Linked DNA regions of Mus musculus: all the other regions are linked to region 1. Evidence: chromatin contacts called from public HiChIP or PLAC-seq, Micro-C and promoter capture Hi-C data. All regions are on one chromosome and are shown on one strand. The core of a region is the stretch at or near the end of the contact, and the rest is flanking DNA. Distances in the headings are between cores, read along the strand shown. Region 1 holds the start of Stk38 (serine/threonine kinase 38). Region 2 holds the start of Ppil1 (peptidylprolyl isomerase (cyclophilin)-like 1). Region 3 holds the start of Mapk13 (mitogen-activated protein kinase 13). Region 4 has its middle 13 kb from the start of Brpf3. Region 5 holds the start of Cpne5 (copine V). Region 6 overlaps Cpne5 (copine V).

Region 1 (3,130 bases), core at 226-2,725:
AGAGCGAGCAGAGGTCCTAAATTCAATTCCCAGCAACCACATGAAGGCTCACAACCATCTGTACTGCTACAGTGTACTCATATACATAAAATAAATAAAGAAATCTTTAAAAAAAAAAAAAGGAAGAAAGGAAGGAAGGAAGGAAGGAAGGAAGAAAGGAAGGAAGAAAGAAAAGTAAAGTCACAAGTCACAAGTGGGCTGGTCTGTGGAGGCATATTCCTTTAGGAGGCAGAGACAGGAGGATCTCCGTGAGTTCTAGGCCACCTTAGTCTACAAAGCAAATTCCAGGCCAGGCATAGGTACACATTCAGACCCCATCTCAGACAAAATGCTCCATTTGTGAAGTCCACTCCCGGGAGTGGAGAACATGCCTGATGTTGAAGTGGGTGTGTGTGTACACTGGTGTGCTGTCCAGAGTCTGAGGACAGAGCCATCGGGTTAGGAGGAAGCTGCTATCTGATGTTTGGGTGGGGTGGGGCAGGGAGCTATTCTTGCAGCGATGTGGTTTGTTTTTTTTTGTTTTGTTTTGTTTTGTTTTTTTTGTTTAGGGAAACCGTATGTACTGGCTACTTCACAGCCAAGGTGAGCTGAAGGAAGAGGAAGCAGTGAAGCTACTTCACGCCGCTGACCTTCCTATTCATCTTGAAAAAGAGCAAGATTCCCCTATGTCTCTGGGTCCTTTGCAGGGCGCCGCTGGCAGCAGCCGTTATGCGCTTTCTGACACACTTTTCCTCCGACTCTTCTGCCACTTTTCCCTGTCCTCCAGCTCGGTCCCTTTTCTCGAATTTTAACAGTCTGCAGTCCACGGGCGGGGATCTTAAGGTGAGGGGAAGCCCGGTACCCCCTGATCGCGGACTAGGGGGACAGCCTCCAAGGTCCCACACCTACCCCGGGGTGGGGGGAGCTCTCGAAGTGCAGACACCCTCTGGTTCTCTCATCCTAAGGTGCAGAGTGGTACTGACCGAGGTCAGAGGGGACGAGCCGGTGGCAGCAGACACACAAAGCTGGCGACTAGGAAAGGAGGGAGCGGCTGCCTGTCCCGGTTGAGGACAGAGGCGTAGAAAGAGAGGGACGGACAAGGGGGCTCTGGGGACCACAGAGAGAACGCTGACAGGAGCCCTGGAGTGCACAGGAGCTGTGGGACGGCCGGACGAGGCGGCAAGCCTGAGGCGACGGCCGGGAGACACTCACCAGACCCAGGGGGGAGGGAGGCGCGGGGCCGACGGCTACAGAGACGGCGCAGACGCGACGTGCGGGCGGCTCCAGAGCGACCGCGACACGCCGGGGACTCCGAATGAGCGCAGCTGCCGATCCGCGACAGGACAGGACAAAAGGAAGAACCCCAACTGCCGGAAAAGACGGCGGCGCGGAGGGGCCAAGGCTCCCCCGGTACCCCCTCAGACTGTGGAGAGGGGCCGCCGCGGCTGAGACTGCGCATGCGCCCCCCGCCAGCGGCGCTCGCCGGGCAGCGGGACTGCGCGTGCGCGGCGGCGCCCCGCCCACATTTCACCCCTCACCCGACTGCGCCTAGCCGAGGAGGCCCTACGAGTGCAGAGCGGGGCGGGCTCCCTGGTGGCTTTGTGATGGGCTGGACTAGCTGGCCTTTGTTATGTTACTTTTTCTTTTGAAATAATTATAGACTCGCCAGAAGTTACAAAACGAAAACCTGGAAGTTCCGTAAAAGCCAACACCCACCCAGCTTCCCTCAAGGTCTTACATAAGGCACCGGGCTCTGCACCCGGAAATTAACATTGGCTCTCTATCAACTAAACCAATGCAATCAACTACCGTGACGGGGATTTAGCATTTGGCGTGCACTCGCTGGATGATGTCTTTAGTTCTCTGAAATTTAATCTGAGTTTTACCCCATCCTCCTTGACTTCAGATCATTGTGGCCATAAGTCTGTTGGAACCCGTGGCCCTTCCTATTTTTCGTTATTGTAAAGGATTAACGTGCCTTTGTTTGGGATCAGGTGATCTCTCACACCTAACACCTCTCCATTGTGCACAACTTAAAGCCTCTCATTGATTTCCAGAGAACTGAGCCCAGTGCCCTCGATTAGAAAGTTTTAAAGTCCTGAAAAAACGATGAATGGCTCCCTAGAAAGGAGTCCTCTGGGAGCAAGCGAGAAGAGAGCTCCCTCCTGTTAGTCACTTCCCAAGCCGCCCCTAGTAAGTGTTCTGATTTTCCCTTTTCTTTTATGTTTTTTTGTTTTGTTTTTTGTTTTTCGAGGCAGGGTTTCTCTGTGTAGCCCTGGCCGTCCTGGAACTCACTTTGTAGACCAGGCTGGCCTCGAACTCAGAAATCCACCTGCCTCTGCCTCCCAAGTGCTGGGATTACAGCAGGTGTGTGCCACCGCCACCACCACCACCACCACCACCACCACCCCCGCTTTGATTTTGGTTTGGTTTTTTTTTTTTGGTTTTTTTTTTTTTTTTTGGTTTTTCGAGACAGGGTTTCTCTGTATAGCCCTGGCTGTCCTGGAGCTCACTTTGTAGACCAGGCTGGCCTCGAACTCAGAAATCCGCCTGCCTCTGCCTCCCGAGTGCTGGGATTAAAGGCGTGCGCCACCACCGCCCGGCTGATTTTGTTTTTAATTGCATTGTAATTATTGAATTCATTATCTTGCTAATACTTTTTTTACTTTTTTTTTTTTTTTTTTTTGCCTCTTAAAATTTTTTTGAGACAGTCTTATGTAGCTCAGGGTCTCAGGGTAACACAAACAACGTGTTGCTGAGGGTAAACCTTGAACTCTCGAAATCCTCCTGCCTTAGCCTCTCAAGTCCTGATGTGGGTTACATCATGTCTCTCATTTGAAAATAAATTCCCAAGCAGGGGTAGTGGTGCCTGCTGCTACTTCCCCCTTTCCTCTTCCCCACAGGGCAACGCTCATCAGCTGACTCTGAGTACTTTTTCCAACACAGATCCAGAATGGGGCTTGATGTGCAATGGCCTGGTGCTTCTCAGGCACTGGTGTGCGTTGGCCTGGTGCTTTCACTGTGTGCATACAAATAGCCCCCTAAGACTATAGGGGCTGGGTAGAGGGCTCAGCAGTTAAGAACATACAGAGAGTCGGGCAGTGGTGGTAAACACCTGTAATCCCAGCACTTGGGAGGCAGAGACAGGCAG
Region 2 (3,130 bases), core at 381-2,880, 260 kb after region 1:
GAATAGAAAAATAAAGCAGCCCTTGTGTTAAAGAGTGGGTCACACTGGTGGAGACGACTCAGCTCCTAAGAGCATGTCCTGCTCTTCGGGAGGACCACACTTCAGATCCCAGCACTCCACCAGGGGGCTCACAGCCACCTGTACCCCCCATCTCCATGGTTTCCAATACCTCTGGCCTCTGAACTCATGTGCACACACACATAATTAAAAGACAAATCTAGGGCTGGAGAGATGGCTCAGTGGAGAGATGCTCTCCCAGAGGTCCTGAATTCAATTCCCAGCAACCACATGGTGGCTCACAACCATCTGTAATGGGATCTGATGTCCTCTTCTGGTGTGTCTGAAGACAGGTACAGTGTACTCATATAAATAAAATAAATAAATATATCTTTAAAAAAAATCAAATCTAAAGAGAATGTGTAAAGCAAATAGGCTGGTTACTTCAAATGTCCACATACACCCATACGAGTGCTTTTATTCTCTTCTCTTAGTGCCTTTAAGGATAAAACAAGGCAGGGGGCTCCTGCTGTACATTACCCACTGAGCTCTGGGGAGAATCTGTATGGCCCAGGTTCAGGAGGTCCAGCAATGTGAGCACTCTGTAGAACTGGGAGCGAGAGCAGTGGTGCGTGCCTTCCTAATGTCTACACTCAGGAGCCAAGGGCAGACAAAATGGGGCTCAAGTCAGTAGACAGGGCAGACCAGGCTCCAAGCAGGGTTCCCTTCAATCAGTATGAAAACCAGGTTGCAGGTAAATCTATAAAATGCACCATTTCTCTGCTAAAACTGGAGGGGTGTGTGTGATACAAAGCCTTCGGGACAGGAGCTGCTAGCAATAGTAAACTGAGCGCAATCACACACAAGGGAGGCAAGGCACTAGGAGGTGGCTTAATTTTATATATTAATATAAATATAATAGAATGTTAGGTAAGCAGTCTATTCTATCCAGCCCAGCCCAGCCCCTGGACTTCTGATCCTCCTGCTTCCACCTCCAGAGTGCTAGGATTACAGGCTTGTGCAACCACACCGAGTATATATGGTGCTGTAGCCCGAGCTTGGGGCCTCGGGCATCCCCAGCTCAAAGATCACTCTTGGATTTTGGAGAAAATAAATTTTCTTCTACTTCCAAAGAAATTTGTTCAGACAACTCTACTTGTCCCGTGATGTTTACACATCTGTCTCCTTCACCATAATCCAGATTTGTGTTTTCAAAAATCCAGGTCCTACGCGCATGGCTTGTGTGATCAACACACACTTGTTGAGAAAAAAAATGAGTGAGTGAGTGAATGAATGAATGAAGATGGAAGGTGGATATAGGTAAATGAACTAATAAACGTCGTGGGGAAAGGACAGCAGATAGAAATCGTCGAGGTCTCCGGGATGTTGGAGGGGCTCCCCTGAGGTCCCTTCAGAACTTACAGGTACTCCCGGCCGCAGCTCTGTGCGTGCGGGCAACCTGCGAGTCAGGCCGGCCACTGCGGCACGAACCCGCGTCCCCTCCACCAATTCCTCCCCCACCTCCAACCCTCACCTAGTCTCCAGGTAGACGTTGGGCGGCTGCCAGGTGTCTGGGGGAATCGCCGCCATGCTGAGCGAAGGTATCCCCCCCGCTAGCAATCACTACTTCCGGCGGAGTTAACCCGGGACCCGCCCCTGGGCACACACTTCCGGTTCCCGCCGATCCGCCCGTTTGCTTGACAGGATTTAGGGCGCTGGGACAAGAATGACGAAGGATCCTTCTTTCTAGGCTGGGAAGAGGGTTGCAAGTCGAAATGCTCAGTGCAGGAACTCAGACAAGTGCAAGATTCTCCAGGGGCGATTCGCGCCACGCTCCGGAACAGTGATTGGTCTGTTTTGGCGCGGAAGGCGGGAACAACCTTCTTCACTCTGATTGGAGGGCTGGAGAATTTCCTAGTTCCCAGACTTGGGTGATGCCCCTGGCTGGCTTTGAACTCAAAAAGATCTGCCTGCTTCTGTCTGCCGAGTGCTGGGATTTAAGGCGTGCACCACCACGCCCAGCGTCTATTCCTTAAAGCAATCCTGTGGATGACAGGAGTCCCGTTTTTCAGCGGAGAAAACTGAGACTCCGCCGTTAAGTGCCACATGGCAAATCTGATCCCACAGACTCCAAAAGCAAAGAGCATGTGGAAAGAGGAAAAGGCTGGGAAGAGAGACAAAGCTTAAAATGACTGTCCCAGGAGATAGTGGTGCACGCCCCCAGCGCTGGAGCGGCAGAGGCAGGGGGATCTCAGAGTTCAAGGCCTGTACAAGGTCTCTTCTACAGAGCGAGTTTCAGGATAGCTAGGACTACTCAGAGAGGTATCCTTGGAGCTGGAAATGCAGGCCAGTTAGTAGACGGCTTGCCTAACAGGGCTTAGTGGGTAAAGTACTTGAATTTAGGTCCCTAGGACCCATGCAAATGCCAGGTAGATATGCACTTGCGGCCTCAGCAACCGGGAAAGCAGAGACCATGGGGAAGAATCCAGGGAGCTGGCTAGCCATCCAGTCTAGCCCAAATAGCTCTCTCCAAGTTCAGTGAGCCACGAGGGAAATGTATATTTTATATTGAACATCCCATAATTAACAACAAAGAAGTAGGAAAATATTTACAAGACTTCCTGAGTTCTAAGATGCATCTACCCTCCCACCCACCCACTTCCTGCACAGCAAAGCAAAAATTGAGCAAATGCTTACTCTTAACAACCTACGGCTCTTCAGAAAATTGAGCAATGCATATTAAAGAGAAGCAATCTGAACCGTAGTGTGCAAGGTACTTACTTACAGGCCAACAGAGCTGTGGGTGAACACTCTGGGGAGGCTCTCCCATTAAAGATCAGATAAATAAAAAAGACTTTAATTTTTTATTTATTTTGTGTGTGTGTGTGTGTGTGTGTATCTGGGTTTGTATGGGCACACAGGAGCCCACAGAGGCCAGAAGAGTGTGTCAGATCCCCCAGAACTGGAATTACATGCAGGCTCTAGCTGGCATATGGAGGTTAGGAACAGAGCACCTGAACCATTTCTCCATCCCTAAGAATGACATTTTTCATGATTAAGGAAAATTATTTTTAAAAACAGTCTCTTGGACCGGAAAGGTGGCTCAGAGGGTAAAGTTACCTGCTTCCAAACC
Region 3 (3,130 bases), core at 359-2,858, 240 kb before region 1:
AAAAAAAAAACCATCACCAGCCAGGCTTGGTGGCACACACCTTTAATCCCAGCACTCGAGAAGCAGAGGCAGGTGGATTTCTGAGTTCGAGGCCAGCCTGGTCTACAAAGTGAGTTCCAGGACAGCCAGGGCTACACAGAGAAACCCTGCTCGAGAAAACAACAACAACAACAATAAAAACATCACCACCGGGCTGGAGAGATGGCTCAGCGGTTAAGAGAACTATCTGCTCTTCCAGAAGCCCTGAGTTCAATTCCCAGCAACCACTGTAATGGGATCCAATGCCCTCTTCTGGTGTGTCTGAAGACAGCTACAGTGTACTCATATACATAAAATAAATTAATCTTAAAAAGCTAAAAACAAAACAAAACCATCACCACCAGTATCAAACAAACTCCGGTGGATGTTTAAATCTTTGTGAACTCTGGGGACTGTAGAATTAGCAGCCGTCGACTCTGGGTGTAAGACAGCAAATCTCTCATGAGAAGAAGGATTGGATGCCTGGAGTTTGTTTCAGAAAAATGGGGAAGAGGAATAGAGTCTGAGCCCTGGTCAGTCGCTGAGCCTTAGGATCTGAGAGTCCTGCTTACTGAAAAGACAAGAGTCCTGGGGTCACAGGAGCTCATGTAGAACCCCATGAATTGTAGGGTTCTTGTGTTGTTGTTGTTGTTTGGGGATCTCCGGAGGGTTTTCTGGGAGGAGGGGTGTTGAGACAGAGTTTCTCTGTGTAGCCTTGGCTGTCCTGGAACTCTGTAGACCAGGCTGGCCTCAAACTCAGAAATCCACCTGCCTCTGCCTTCCAAGTGCTGGGATTAAAGGCGTGTGCACCACGATGCCTATTTTTGTTTATTTATTTGCTTATTTGTTTTGTTTAACTATGTGCATGATGACCTGGGTGCTGGAAGCCAAACTCAGGTCATCCTCAAGAGCGGTGCAGTCTCTAACCTGCTGAACAACCTCTCCATCTTTCTGTGGGGTCTCACTATGTAACCTATGCTGGTCTCCAGTTTACTGCGTAGTCAAGAATGACGTTATTTCTCTATCCTTCCTTCCTCCCTCCCTTCCTCCCTTCTTCTCCCCTTCCCTCTCTTCCCACCCTCTCTATCTCTCCCTCCTTTCTTCTATCCCTCTCTTCCTTCTCTGTTCATTCTCTGTATCTCTCCTCTCTAGTCTCTCCTCTCCCTTCTTCCTCAGGGTCTCACCTAGTCTGGCATTGAACTATGTACTGAACTGGACTCAAAATCGTAGCAATTCTCCTGTCTCTGCCTCTATCTCCTGTGTTGAGTACAGACCTGAGCCACCACGCCTTACATGTGAAGGGTATATTTCTTAAACTAGCCCAACTAGCAACAAGTTGAGCGCCCCCCCCCCCGCGCCCTAACCCCATTCCCAACTCTTCCTACAGTCTCTAGGCAGCCTCGCAGGCACCCCTTTCCCGCAGGGCACCCCCCTCCTCCCTCAGCACCTGCAGCAGGTGGCTGGTGGGGCCTGGGGCGTTCGCCGGTGATGGGCGGAGTCCGGAGCGCGGGCGAGCGGTGGGCGGGCCGGGGCGGGAACGTACCTGGGCGAGGCGGCAGGTGCGCCGCCCCACGGGGGAGGAGCGGGCGCGGGGCGGGAGGGGACCGCGGCGGGACACCCGGGCCGGGAGCCCGCGGGCAGCCACCGCAACCTCCTCGCAGGACCGCCACCACGGGGTCCGGGATGAGCCTCACTCGGAAAAGGGGCTTCTACAAGCAGGACATCAACAAGACTGCCTGGGAGCTACCCAAGACCTACCTGGCGCCCGCGCACGTCGGCAGCGGGGCCTATGGAGCGGTGTGGTGAGACCCGGGGACCCCAGGAATCAGAGGAGCCACGGGCCACCCCTCGGCAGCCTCCCCGAGTGAGCCCGGTGGCAGTGGGGCCCCTGTGGGTTGAGTCGCTGGCGAATCTGGTTCTCCAAGGCTGTAACTTTTTAAAAGGGATCTCGGAGTTCGTGGGACAGATCCCTGCGGTTGCAGATGAGGCCCCAAGAGGGGAACTTGCCAAATCGCAGAGCAGGGACTCCTGGCCTGCTCTGCATCCTGTCAGCAAGAACTGCTTCTCTCCTTGCTCTGCCGCCCCTTCCTTGGCGTCGCCCCCTACTCACACACACTCTCTCTCTCTCTCTCTCTCTCTCTCTCTCTCTCTCTCTCTCTCTTTCTGCTGGTCTCCGGCCAGCCTGGGGAGCACAGAATGGGGGTGGCCTAGGACAGGGCTGGAGGGATCTCCAGTTTAGGCCCTTTGCGCCGCCCCTCCCCCTCACCTGCCTGTGACCCCGCAGCTCGGCCATCGACAAGCGGACAGGGGAGAAGGTGGCCATCAAGAAGCTGAGCCGGCCCTTCCAGTCGGAGATCTTTGCCAAGCGCGCTTACCGCGAGCTTCTGCTCTTGAAGCACATGCACCATGAGAACGTAGGCTGCCTCGGGGTGTGGATGTGCCGGGGATCGGAGGGCAGGGAGAGGGGCCCAGGAGGGGCCTGCCCAGGGTCGTGCGCGCAGGGCCAGGAGAAAGAACTTCCTCTGCTCCACCCTGGTTTCTCAGCTCTCTAAGGAGAGCCCAATGAGAAGATGCCAGGGCCTGCCCAGCTCGCTTCCCAGAAAACACACAACCTTTTCTTGATTGTGAGGAGGAAGTAGGCACAGGGGAGCTTCGCGATTGGTTCTGTGAGGACTCCAGTCCGATGAGCCTGGGCACTTGAGCTAAAGCTGCCTCCATTCTGGCCACTCTAAGTCTAACAATAAATACTGAGTATTTAATGCATGCGGGGGTGGGGGCTGGCTAACTTTTATAATCCTCTCCGTAACACATGCCAAGGCACAGAAAGGTTTCCCCGGTTCTGCAGCGGCAGAGCTGAGGTTGGAAGGGGCGGGAGGCAGAGCCTGGTGCCTGACCATTTGACCATCCTGTCTGATGGAAACAGACCCCGTGACCCAGCTCTGGGCCAGGCAGAAGGGCTAGGGTCCATTTCAAATAGAGCCTTGTACATCGTGAACCCTAATCCTTTCAGATAACCTTTCCTCAGTGGCCTCCAGCTTCGAGGTGGAGGGGACTTGCCTCTAGCTCTGGACAGACTGACAGATGTGGCTAGAGACCCGGGGTCCAAGGCTAG
Region 4 (3,130 bases), core at 294-2,793, 220 kb before region 1:
GGTCCCGTTTAACTCCACCTCCCCAGAGTGAATTACTAGTGAGTGTTATCACTGCTTGGGCCCTGGAGACCAAACGCAGGTCCCAGGCTTGTTTAGCAAGCACTTACCATCTGAGCTACCTCTCACTCCACAGAGCACTTTTGTATGCGATATGATAGTGGTGATGTGTGTGTCTGTGTCTGTGTGCTTCCTGTCTCTGTCTGCCCATGCCGGGGTTACAGGCGCATACAACCGTACCTGACTGTTTATGTGAGTCCTAGGATTTGAACTCAGGCCCTCCTACTTATACAGCGAGTCCTTCTACCTAGTGAACCATCTCCCCAGCCATGGACCACACTGCTGATGTTCCAGAAGTTTCCTAATATAACACAGAAGGAATTGTCAAGGAAGAAGCAGACATTGCAAGTGTTTCTCCTATGTAACAGACATATGTAACCCTGTGCCTCAGACCTGACTCACTTCATCAAAGACCTGAGGTCTTGATGGACAGTACCATTATCTTTGAAAAGCCACCTCCATGCCTCAGATGCTGTGGGACCGTGGGACTGGGATGGAATGCCTACATTTAATGGGGTTGGGCATTTCTGAGGTGGCAGAGAGACCATAAGAGCAGTATTGTGGGAGTTAGTCTTGTCCATGTGACTGGACTTGGGAGACACACTCCTGGGCTTGTCTGTTAGGGTGTCCCCCACCCTAACTGTAGCTGAGGACAGGAGATCTAGCCTGATTGTGGGTAACATCCTCCCATGGCTGGGGTCCCAATGCCAGCTGAGGACCAACCTTGATCTCTCTCCACCCAGGGGCCAGCATGCATGTCTCTGCCTCTTAACGGTTTGGCCCCATAACTTCCCCACCATGGTGGATTATCCTTACAAACCACCCACTAAAAGAAGCCATTTCTCCCTTTAAGTCACTCTTGCCAGGTTTTTAGTTTGCCACAGCCTGGAGAAAAGATAACTAGAATAATTAGGTAGGGAAATTGCCCCCCTCCAGGGGCCCTCCTTTAACTTACTTAAGCTTGTTTATTTTAAGTGCCTTCTCAAACCTCCTGTCCCTGGCCCGCTGACACCCCACCTCCCTACCCCCATCTCTGGGCTCTGCAAACAGAAGAAAACAGCAAGCTATAAAAGGTTTTTTTGGTTTTTTGTTTTTTTTTTTTTCGTTTTGGTTTTTCGAGACAGGGTTTCTCTGTGTCTCCCTGGCTGTCCTGGAACTCACTTTGTAGACCAGGCTGGCCTCAAACTCAGAAATCTGCCTGCCTCTGCCTCCCAAGTGCTGGGATTAAAGGCGTGTGCCACCTCCAGGCTAAAAGTATCTTTTATTTGCCTGAAGTAATTGTCATCTCCAAGGTTTGCTGCCTCCTTCTGCCCGGTCCAGGAAGCTGGAAGCTTCTAAGCTCCATACAGTTTGATTAAGGCCTAGAATCTTTTCAGCCTCTGAGACCGAAGGGTAAGAATAAGCTCACCCTTCTACAGTTCTCTCTGATCTCTGCTGGCTGATGCAACTCAACTGGGTTATATAGAGAAGAGTCTCTGAGGGAATGGCAGCCCAGCCTCTGGGCTGGAAAGTTCAGGGTTGGGGCAGGGTATGCCCGATAGGGCCTGGGGGATGCTGGGAGAACCTGGAGGTCTGGTCTGCTTTGATATGTAAAATATGCACCTCAGACCCTGGTTCTGAAACCAAACAATGGGAGCTTCCTTGTATAAACTAACTTTGATGCTTGGGATTGAAGATGTGTCTGTGTGTGTGTGTGCGCGCGCGCGCGCGCGCGCGCGTGCTAAGGCTGAGCCACACTACAACTAGAAACAGTGTTTTTTTAGTAAATAACACAATTTCAGGGTTCACAGTGTGATCAAATATCCTGCAACAGCAGCTAAAGAAAATTAAAAACCCTGTGACCTGGAGAACAGCTAAAAAGTAAAAAGTAAGGCATCTTAGGGACTAGAGACATGGCTCAGTGGTTAGGAACACTGGCTGCTTCTCCAGAGGACCCAGATTTGGTTCCCAGCACCTGAATAGAGGCTTGCGAGGTCCCAGAAACTGCTTTTTAATTCAGGTCTCCACGGGCATTGAATATTTACACACAGAAATACTGACAGGCAAAACCACTCATACACATAGATAATTTTTATAATTCTTTTTCATTTTATAGCATTTTAAAGAGTGTGTGTGTGTGTTCACATGTGCGAGCGCGCTGTATGTATATGGGTGCCCTCCCAAACTAGAAGTGGGCATTGGATCCCGTGGAGCTCGGGTTTGAACCAGGGTCCTCTGTAAAAGCCTCAAGTGCTCTTATCTACCCAAGGGTCTCTCCAGCTCAGATGCAATCTTTTCTAAGGGAAGTTTTTATAAAAGGAATTTCCGTTTTACAAAGAGGTTACTATATGTCTTCTCCCACCTTGTAAAAAATGCCTTGTGGGATGGGGGCAGTTTATTCCCAGAACTAACACCAGCGCCATCTCCCAGTGCATCATCTCTGCTGGACATCTGAGAGCTGCCTTTTGGCGGTTGGTCGCTTTGTTTGCTCTCTCAGTCAGGACCCTGCTGTGATCCCTGCTGGATGTCATGAACTCCTGCTTGGATGGTTTGTCTGTTTGTCCTTCTAAGTGCTACTCGCTGTCCTTTCTTCTTGCTACATGCTTAATAAACTCAAACCCCAAAGGTCAGTTATTGCAGGCTGCCGCAGCGTTAGCTGGCATAGCCCACAGGGTCTGCCAGTGCAAGTGCATTAGGAGGGATGCTACAGCCATGAGACAGCTTAAGTCTGATAGAACGCCTCACCCCTTATAGGTGGACACTAGAGCAGGGTGCAGCTAAACCCACGATTCCCCAGTTACTGGCTCAACCTTGGTTGAGATTCAACCTCCTTGCTTACAAACTAATTAGCTCAAGGAGCTCTCTAGTCTCAGCCTGCTCTTGTCCTAAAGTAACTTTCTGGGCGCTGGGGTGATGACTCAGCTGTTAACAACAGGGACTGATCTTCCAGAGGCCCTGGGTTCGACTCCCTGTACCCACACTACAATTGATGACCCTCTGTAACCCGGGGGATCGGTTGCCCTCTCTCTGCCTTTGCAGGCACCAGACACACAGAGGTTTCACAGATGCACCTGCGGGCAAAATATCTGTTCCC
Region 5 (3,130 bases), core at 395-2,894, 230 kb after region 1:
CCGGTGCTGTAGGCTGGTGTCTTTCGGGACAAAAGGATGCCCCTGGAAGTGGAAAGCACAAAGCCCTTTCCGGGTAGGGAACAGGCTGTTCAGGAGCTCAGAGGTGGGAAGGCTCTGGGAGACAACTCAAGAGTCTGAAGGCGACAGGCGTGATTGAAGGCGGGAGGCAGGGCTGTGTGCAGAAGGAGGGCAAGCTAACAGCTGCTGACAGCTGAGGAGGTGAGACAGAGCTGATGGGCCATCAGGAAGCTCCCAGCAGAGTAAAGGCATGTTCAAATTGTCTCTGTGTGGGACTGAGGTGTGGGGGATGGACACACATCTGGGAGTCACCGCAGTAGTCCCCTAGAGAGCCTGGCTGGGGACACCACCTCAGCAGCTCTCACTTCAAGTCCTCAGGAGGCAGTTTCCCAGAATCCATCCTCTTTCACACCCGAGGCTAGCATCTCGGGACATATGGACACTTGCCCAATGTCTCAATTCAGTAACTCAGAGATGAGGTGGACAATATCTGACCCAACAGCACCATAAAGCCAAGGTGCGTGGTTTGGAACAAGGGTGCGATGGGGCTCTGGAAATGCTATATGGGCCATTGCCAGGACCTCCAGTGAGTTATATCTGGACCACAATGTTCTTCACAAACCTATCAAAGCAGTGTGCCTAGGGCCAGCCACATGCCTGTCCAGCCTCGGGGCAGCCTATTAAGAGAACCTGAGAGGCCCAGCCCCACAGAGAAGGCCAACCAGTATGGCATTACTGGGGACTTGGAGGTGGCAGCCTACAAAACAAACTCCTTCCTCCCCCTCTTGCCTGGGGATTCTGACACTTCCTCATCAGCCCTTCGCTCCTTTGGCTTAAGATTTTCCCATCAGAGTTACTGGTTTTTAATGGCGCCACACCACTCCTAAGTTCGGCAAGGCTTCCTGCTCTCTGAGACTCTTGTCCCGGTTGATCCTTCTTGCTGGAGGCTAAAGCAAGAGGCTTTCAAATCCTGGGTTCTAAGACAGTGGAGGAGAGGGAGAAGGCTGGGGCAAAGGCCAGGGTAGGGGGAGAAAGGAGGTCACGGGAGGCACAGAGGGTCATGCCTGGGAGGAATGGCGCCAGTCCCTCTCAATTCTCCTTTTGGGGAAAGATAAATCAGGGAGAAAGCCAGAGTGGAGACCCTGGAGCGGCTCCTCCCCTTCCCACTCTGCTGCTGGGACCCCTGTTTCCGTGTCTTCCTCCTGTCCTGGAAGCAACAGCTCCGAATGCAAACTTTCTGGGAACCTGACCCCTGCCTGGCTGCCCATTCAGCCATCGCCACCCGCCGCTGGGCAGGGGGTCTCCGAAGACAGGCAGCGGGGCGCCCGGGAGACGAGAACAGTGAAAAGCAGGCTCGCTAAGCAAAGGCTGAAAGCTACAGAGAAAGAGGGATTCCGGCCCAGGGGCGGGGCAGGGTCCCCCCCCACCCCCGAACCGCGGGCGGCTCACCTGCATGACACCGTGATCTCCACCTTGGTAGCCGGGATGCTGCCCGCCAAGGAGTCGAACTCGCTGAGCGACGCCATGTCCTCGGGTTGCTCCATCGCCCACCGTCCCCCCACCCCACCCAAATTAGTCAATATTCCTGCGCGATTCACGCCTCCTCCGGAGCGGCTGCAGCCCTGGGCTGGGCGGCCAGGGGAGGAGAGGAGCGCGAAGAGGGGGCGTGGGAAGTGCGAGCGGGAAGAGGGCGGAGAGCGGGGGCCCGAGGAGAAACGGGGCGCGAGAGCTGCTGCGGGGAGGGGGGGCGCGGCGAGGGAACCCAGGCGCAGCGGGGAGGGGTCCCCTGAGGGGGCGTGGGGACTCGGGGATGGGGGACGAGGACTGAGCCGCCTCGGGCTTGGGGCGCAGCGCCACGTCCTCTGCTAGGGCTCCGGCTCCGGGGTGCCCTGGACTGCGGGAAAATCAAATGTACCCTGAGTCGCCGCCAGCGCCTCCCGCCAGGCGCGCGCAGCGTGCGGGGTCCGCGGGCGCCGGAGGGGCCGCCCGCAGGGGCCGGGGCGGGGCCAGGGCGGGGTCTGCGCGGGGCGAGTGTGGGAGCAATGTGTGAGTGTGTGAGTGTGCGCGCGTGTGTGTGCACGCGCGTGGCAGGCGTGGGGACGCGGCTCCGGATGACGGGGACAGGGCTGGCGACAGCCAGAGACGGTCCCAGGGCGCGCGCCGCCCTCTGCGCAAGTTCCCCCACCCCACTTGTCCAGCCGGGGTCTGCGTGCTGGGGGAGGGGAACGGTCCAAGGGGCACCTGTTTGGGCAGCGTCTAGGCGGGGTTCGGGGAAGAGGGCTCGGCTGAGTGTGCGCACCGCCACCGGAGGGTCTAAGCCCTCCACCCTCCACCTCCTTTTGGGGAGGCGGCGATCAGCCTGGTGCCAGGAAGGCTGGTCTGGTTTCCGACGTAGGGTGGGTCAGTGGGAGCTTGCCCATCTGCCTCTGGTGTCCGCAAAGCCTGGTCTTGGCTAGTCGCCTGAACCTTTACCCAGCTCCTTCGTCGTCCTCCTCCTCCTTCTCTCTTCGTGACCACAGGGGCCGAGCCAACCCCCGGGTCTGTCTGGAAGCTTCCTCCACTAGACCAAGTGGCTGGCCTCAGCTCCCTGGGCTTTGCAACCAGCAACCCAGTATACCAGGCTCAGAGCCCTGCACTGGGAAGCGAGGGGAGCGTCAAAGCATCTCTCAGGCAGACTTCCCAGGCTCAGCCTGCCCTCTGGGCCTGGGGTTGCAGCGCCAAGCCAGCTGTGCACGGAGTTTCCTCTCCAGCAAATCCACCCGTGGCCCCTCCTCAGCCTCGGTGTAAGCTTAGCTGAGACAAGACGCGCGGAGCAGCGGCAACTTCCTCACCCACCACCTCATACATCGTGGATGCCTGTCGCTATCGGTGGTGGCCTTCTGGCAGCCGGGCATTCCGAGCAGGTGCACCCGAACGCCGTTTGAAATCAATTTTCAAAACGTCAGTCAGAGCCCGAGTTGAAGACAAACAGAACACCTTCCTTGGACCTGCACAAGTGATTCCTGTTTACCTAGGGCTCCAGATCAGCTGGACTCAGTTCTGTTGCCTGGGGCAGACAGCCAGGGGTGCTGGATTCCCCCAGGATGAAGGAGAGGGGACAACTCACTTTTGG
Region 6 (3,130 bases), core at 174-2,673, 150 kb after region 1:
TAACCCTGTGCCCTGCAGGTGAGTGGCCCCCAAGTTGAGCAGGAGACATCTCAGTGCTACAAGCTACCTGTGATAGCTCCAGTGACCATTCTAGAACATTCTAGCATACCACTGAGCCTTTGAGGATCAGGAAAGGGGCTCTATCTGCTCACATATGGAGTCCCTAAGAGGGTCACATGCATCCCTGGTAGTCTACCAGTCTGGGGTTCCCTGGAAACAGGACAGGGGATCTCATGGGACTGGGGACACTAGACACTAGGGTAGGAGGAGACAGGAGCTGGAAGAGGCCCAGCTGGGTTGCAAGAATAAGAAAGTCTTGGAGTTGTCCGGCATGGACTAGGGGGGTCCCCTCAGCCCCAGAATCTGTGTACCCCTTGTCTTCTATACCACAGTCCCCTGGATTTGGGTGTGAAGTGGGGTGAGGCCCTGACACCCCATTTCCCGCTGGCCCTCCAAGCAGAGTCTGGGAAACCGACCAGGAGGAGAATAGGGTGTCAGTCTACCCTCCAGGCCCTTGGTCCTCTCAGCTTCAGATATGCGTGTGCACGGGGGATCCAGGAGGTGAGTGGGCTGGGGACTGTGGGGGTGACTGAGCGGGTGCAGCAGGTGGCGGGCGTGGGCGGATGCCCTGTGCCTTCATGTAGGACACCAGTTGGTCCGGAATCTCAGCCAGAACATCCCGGGCCAGGCGGGCCATGCTCAGTACGTGGTTGCCGGTGCGGTCCACATAGTCCCTGAAGGGCACAAACTGAGAGGCAAGGAAGATGGGGTCAAGATGGGGCACGTGGGTCCCCTCCCAGAGAACCCACTCTATCCAACCCCCCCCACTTTGCGAGTTTCCCCGGGGATGGGCCATGCCTCTGTGCTGAGTCCTTCATCTGTATTCCACAGGAGGCCTAACACTGACCCAAGCCCTTCATCGGAGACTAGCAAGGAGAACAGAGGCTCAAAGGATGCTGGGAAAGGCTAACCGGATCCTGCCTCCTTGCTCCCAAGGGATGCTGGGAAAGGCTAACCGGATCATGCCCCCTTGCTCCCAAGGGATGCTGGGAAAGGCTAACCAGATCCTGCCTCCTTGCTCCCTTTTCCTTTCCCACCCCTCTCCAGGGGGACCCTCTCAGTCTCCTAGGACCCCAACACTTGTCTAAACCCACATCTAACCCAGCTTCCTCTCAATGCTGCCAACCTCTGGCTCCTTCCTGTCTCCCTCCTCCTAGGATCCAGGGTGCCACCTCCATCTATGAGGGCTCTCCATGCCACTGGAAGGCCATGTGGCACAGACTCCCTGTGCAGGGCTCTGGATTCCGTGGGAGCATCATTCAGGTTAGAAGGGACTTCCTAGAGGGCAGGGAGGGGTGGGGCTTCCTGAGAAGACTGGCCCAGGAAGGGATTCCAGTGTCTGTCCTTGAGATGCCTGTAAAGGCGCTCTGGCACTGCGGAAGGGCGGGGCCTGTTTCACCTGGACAATGTCTCGCTCAGCCAGCTTCCCCCTGGAGGAGATCCGCACGTCATCACCGTCCAGCTCCACCATGGCTGTAGAGACAAGGGATGTGTGCGTGTGATCAATCCCTCCAATCCCAGGCCAGCCCAGGGCCCTTGCCCCAACACTAGAAATGGGTGGAGACCTAGGGCCCTGCTCCTTGTCTGGGTTGAGGAGCCTGACCTCGGGATGAGGCTGAGACCTGCATGGGTACTGACACACCCTCTCAAGGCACACAAGTCTACCCAGACTGCATGCATGCCTGGGCATGAGCTCCAGCGGGTGGGGACGGGATGCCATGGGGTTCTGTAAGAGAAGGCAGCTGGGAAAGGGACTCTGGACTCACCATCGAACTCGGCCTGGCCCACGCCAACAATGATGATCGACATAGGGAGTTTGGCAGCCTGGGAAAAACAGGGGAGGGGCAAAAAGCTGTGTCAGACAGGTAGGGACTGGAGGGTGGGTCAAACAAAATAGGGCAGGGCAAAGGGATAGAGAATGAAGGTTAGGGGACCCCAAGGAACCCCAAGGGACAGGATAGGGAAAGGACACGGATCAAGAGAAGATAAATTGCTGGGGAGGTGGTGGGGGGCTGGGTCTGCCTGCCTCTGTAAAGCAACCTCCTCCCTCTGGTGCTAGGGCTCTACCATGAGGGGCTAAGGCAGCTGTGGCTAAGGCCCCTTTTCTGAGGAAACCATGGGTCAAGGTTAGGGAAGGGAGCTTTCCTCACTGAGACTCTCTGCTACATGACAGGCAAGCTGGGGCCTAGGGTGGGTGGCTGAGGGGGTCATGGGCTCCCCAGAGAGCATGGTCATCTGTGTGGCTGAGGTCTGAGCTCTCATAGGTTCAGGGCATCTCCATTCCCCAAACCCCTGTCTAATACTCTCTCCGTGTCCTGTCAGTCTCTGTGGAGTAACCAGATGACTTTATGGGGTGGCCAGTAACATTATGGGGGGCAGGAAAAGAAGCCACCCTGTGGTTCTTTAAAAGGAGCACCCCTGGGTTCTCTTAGGGGTAGGACAAGATGTTTTAGTCCCCTCAAACCATGTGTGTGTGTGTGTGTGTGTGTGTGTGTGTGTGTGTGTGTGTGTATGTGAGAGAGAGAGAGAGAGAGAGAGCGCGCCATCCTCCACTCACATTTACAATTGCCTCCTTGGTCTGTGCCATGTCCGAGATGACACCATCAGTGATGATGAGCAGCACAGAATACTGGGAGCCATCCTGCACAGCTGCGGCGTTCCTGTGGGAGTGGGGGTGGTGTGAGCACACAAAGGTGTAGCCTGGAGCCTCTGGCCCAGGCCCCCTGAACAAGGCTCCCAAACTCTCTGGTAGGACCTTAAAGGAAATCAAATGTCTGGGCCTCTTGCTGAAAGGTAAGCAGGTGGTAAGAGATGCTGTGTTTAGTTCTCCAGTGATGTTCCCCGGGGATCGCTGCCCCTGGCTTACCTGGCTACGTGAGTGACAACAGGAGCAAAGTTAGTGGGGCCGTAAAGCTGCACGGTGCGCAGGCTGCTGTGGTAGGCCTCCAGGATGCCATCGATGCCACAGCAGGAGGGGTTCTCCTGGTTGCCATTCTGGGACAGAGAGAAGGTAGCTGAGCCCAAGTAGGCAGGAGGCTCATGGAGGCAGGGTTGGGCCCAGGGATATTGG

The links. Promoter capture Hi-C pulls out the DNA fragments that hold promoters and counts their contacts. Hi-C and Micro-C count contacts between places; a contact is called where the count stands out from the background. HiChIP or PLAC-seq counts read pairs in DNA pulled down with a chosen protein or histone mark.
Region 2: an H3K4me3 HiChIP or PLAC-seq map of embryonic stem cells shows a contact between it and region 1, with 9 times the contacts expected there. The contact joins the promoter of Ppil1 here to the promoter of Stk38 in region 1. A contact is called at or near these places in 7 of 39 promoter capture datasets (the C10 cell line, cranial neural crest, embryonic stem cells and 4 more), 2 of 484 Hi-C or Micro-C datasets (the G1E-ER4 cell line and embryonic stem cells), 23 of 115 datasets of contacts at active chromatin or transcription factors (the 230-238 cell line, CD8 T cells, the HPC-7 cell line and 15 more) and 4 of 9 other capture datasets (adipose tissue, embryonic stem cells, liver and 1 more).
Region 3: a contact with region 1 is called in an HNF4G HiChIP or PLAC-seq map of pancreatic cancer cells. The contact joins the promoter of Mapk13 here to the promoter of Stk38 in region 1. A contact is called at or near these places in 4 of 39 promoter capture datasets (HPC-7-derived erythroid cells, hippocampal neurons, liver and 1 more), 10 of 484 Hi-C or Micro-C datasets (the AML12 cell line, the G1E-ER4 cell line, cerebellum and 5 more), 7 of 115 datasets of contacts at active chromatin or transcription factors (T-cell acute lymphoblastic leukemia, bone marrow-derived macrophages, embryonic stem cells and 2 more) and 3 of 9 other capture datasets (adipose tissue, embryonic stem cells and pancreatic islet).
Region 4: a Micro-C map of embryonic stem cells shows a contact between it and region 1, with 4 times the contacts expected there. The contact joins the enhancer-like site here to the promoter of Stk38 in region 1. A contact is called at or near these places in 9 of 39 promoter capture datasets (the 3T3-L1 cell line, cranial neural crest, hippocampal neurons and 5 more), 6 of 484 Hi-C or Micro-C datasets (the AML12 cell line, the G1E-ER4 cell line, embryonic stem cells and 1 more), 8 of 115 datasets of contacts at active chromatin or transcription factors (T-cell acute lymphoblastic leukemia, bone marrow-derived macrophages, embryonic stem cells and 1 more) and 2 of 9 other capture datasets (adipose tissue and embryonic stem cells).
Region 5: a promoter capture Hi-C map of the SN4741 cell line shows a contact between it and region 1, with 4 times the contacts expected there. The contact joins the promoter of Cpne5 here to the promoter of Stk38 in region 1. A contact is called at or near these places in 12 of 39 promoter capture datasets (the C10 cell line, the HPC-7 cell line, the SN4741 cell line and 9 more), 1 of 15 datasets of contacts at CTCF or cohesin (large pre-B cells), 3 of 484 Hi-C or Micro-C datasets (the G1E-ER4 cell line, embryonic stem cells and pre-B cells), 13 of 115 datasets of contacts at active chromatin or transcription factors (the 230-238 cell line, the HPC-7 cell line, the SCID.adh cell line and 8 more) and 3 of 9 other capture datasets (adipose tissue, liver and pancreatic islet).
Region 6: a contact with region 1 is called in an H3K27ac HiChIP or PLAC-seq map of embryonic stem cells, with 9 read pairs. The contact joins the enhancer-like site here to the promoter of Stk38 in region 1. A contact is called at or near these places in 5 of 39 promoter capture datasets (the HPC-7 cell line, hippocampal neurons, liver and 2 more), 3 of 15 datasets of contacts at CTCF or cohesin (CD8 T cells, the G1E-ER4 cell line and the NIH/3T3 cell line), 10 of 484 Hi-C or Micro-C datasets (the G1E-ER4 cell line, the HL-1 cell line, bone marrow-derived macrophages and 3 more), 14 of 115 datasets of contacts at active chromatin or transcription factors (the 230-238 cell line, the HPC-7 cell line, the SCID.adh cell line and 8 more) and 3 of 9 other capture datasets (adipose tissue, liver and pancreatic islet).

The regions. Positions count from the first base shown.
Region 1 is chr17:29,006,520-29,009,649 of GRCm38.p6, forward strand. Stk38 (serine/threonine kinase 38) reads right to left here and starts at 1,476. Exons shown (of 14, transcript NM_134115.3): 1 at 1,192-1,476.
Region 2 is chr17:29,262,341-29,265,470 of GRCm38.p6, forward strand. It overlaps Ppil1 (peptidylprolyl isomerase (cyclophilin)-like 1), which reads right to left and starts at 1,631. Exons shown (of 4, transcript NM_026845.4): 1 at 1,532-1,631. The coding sequence starts at 1,587.
Region 3 is chr17:28,767,709-28,770,838 of GRCm38.p6, forward strand. Mapk13 (mitogen-activated protein kinase 13) reads left to right here and starts at 1,609. Exons shown (of 12, transcript NM_011950.2): 1 at 1,609-1,820; 2 at 2,303-2,432. The coding sequence starts at 1,702.
Region 4 is chr17:28,786,133-28,789,262 of GRCm38.p6, forward strand. No RefSeq gene overlaps it. Among named protein-coding and RNA genes, the nearest start is that of Brpf3, 13 kb to the right of the region's middle. Within about 2 kb of position 1,544, at least 12 of the 459 cell types and tissues checked have an H3K27ac peak or open chromatin away from gene starts, as enhancers often do. A contact at or near this core is called in embryonic stem cells and stem cell-derived epiblast-like cells, where this site is marked.
Region 5 is chr17:29,236,146-29,239,275 of GRCm38.p6, forward strand. Cpne5 (copine V) reads right to left here and starts at 1,645. Exons shown (of 21, transcript NM_153166.2): 1 at 1,468-1,645. The coding sequence starts at 1,562.
Region 6 is chr17:29,158,493-29,161,622 of GRCm38.p6, forward strand. Cpne5 (copine V) reads right to left here. Exons shown (of 21, transcript NM_153166.2): 17 at 2,927-3,054; 18 at 2,618-2,720; 19 at 1,827-1,884; 20 at 1,460-1,533; 21 at 1-748. The coding sequence ends at 530. Among named protein-coding and RNA genes, the nearest start is that of Rab44, 46 kb to the left of the region's middle. Within about 2 kb of position 1,424, at least 25 of the 459 cell types and tissues checked have an H3K27ac peak or open chromatin away from gene starts, as enhancers often do. A contact at or near this core is called in embryonic stem cells, where this site is marked.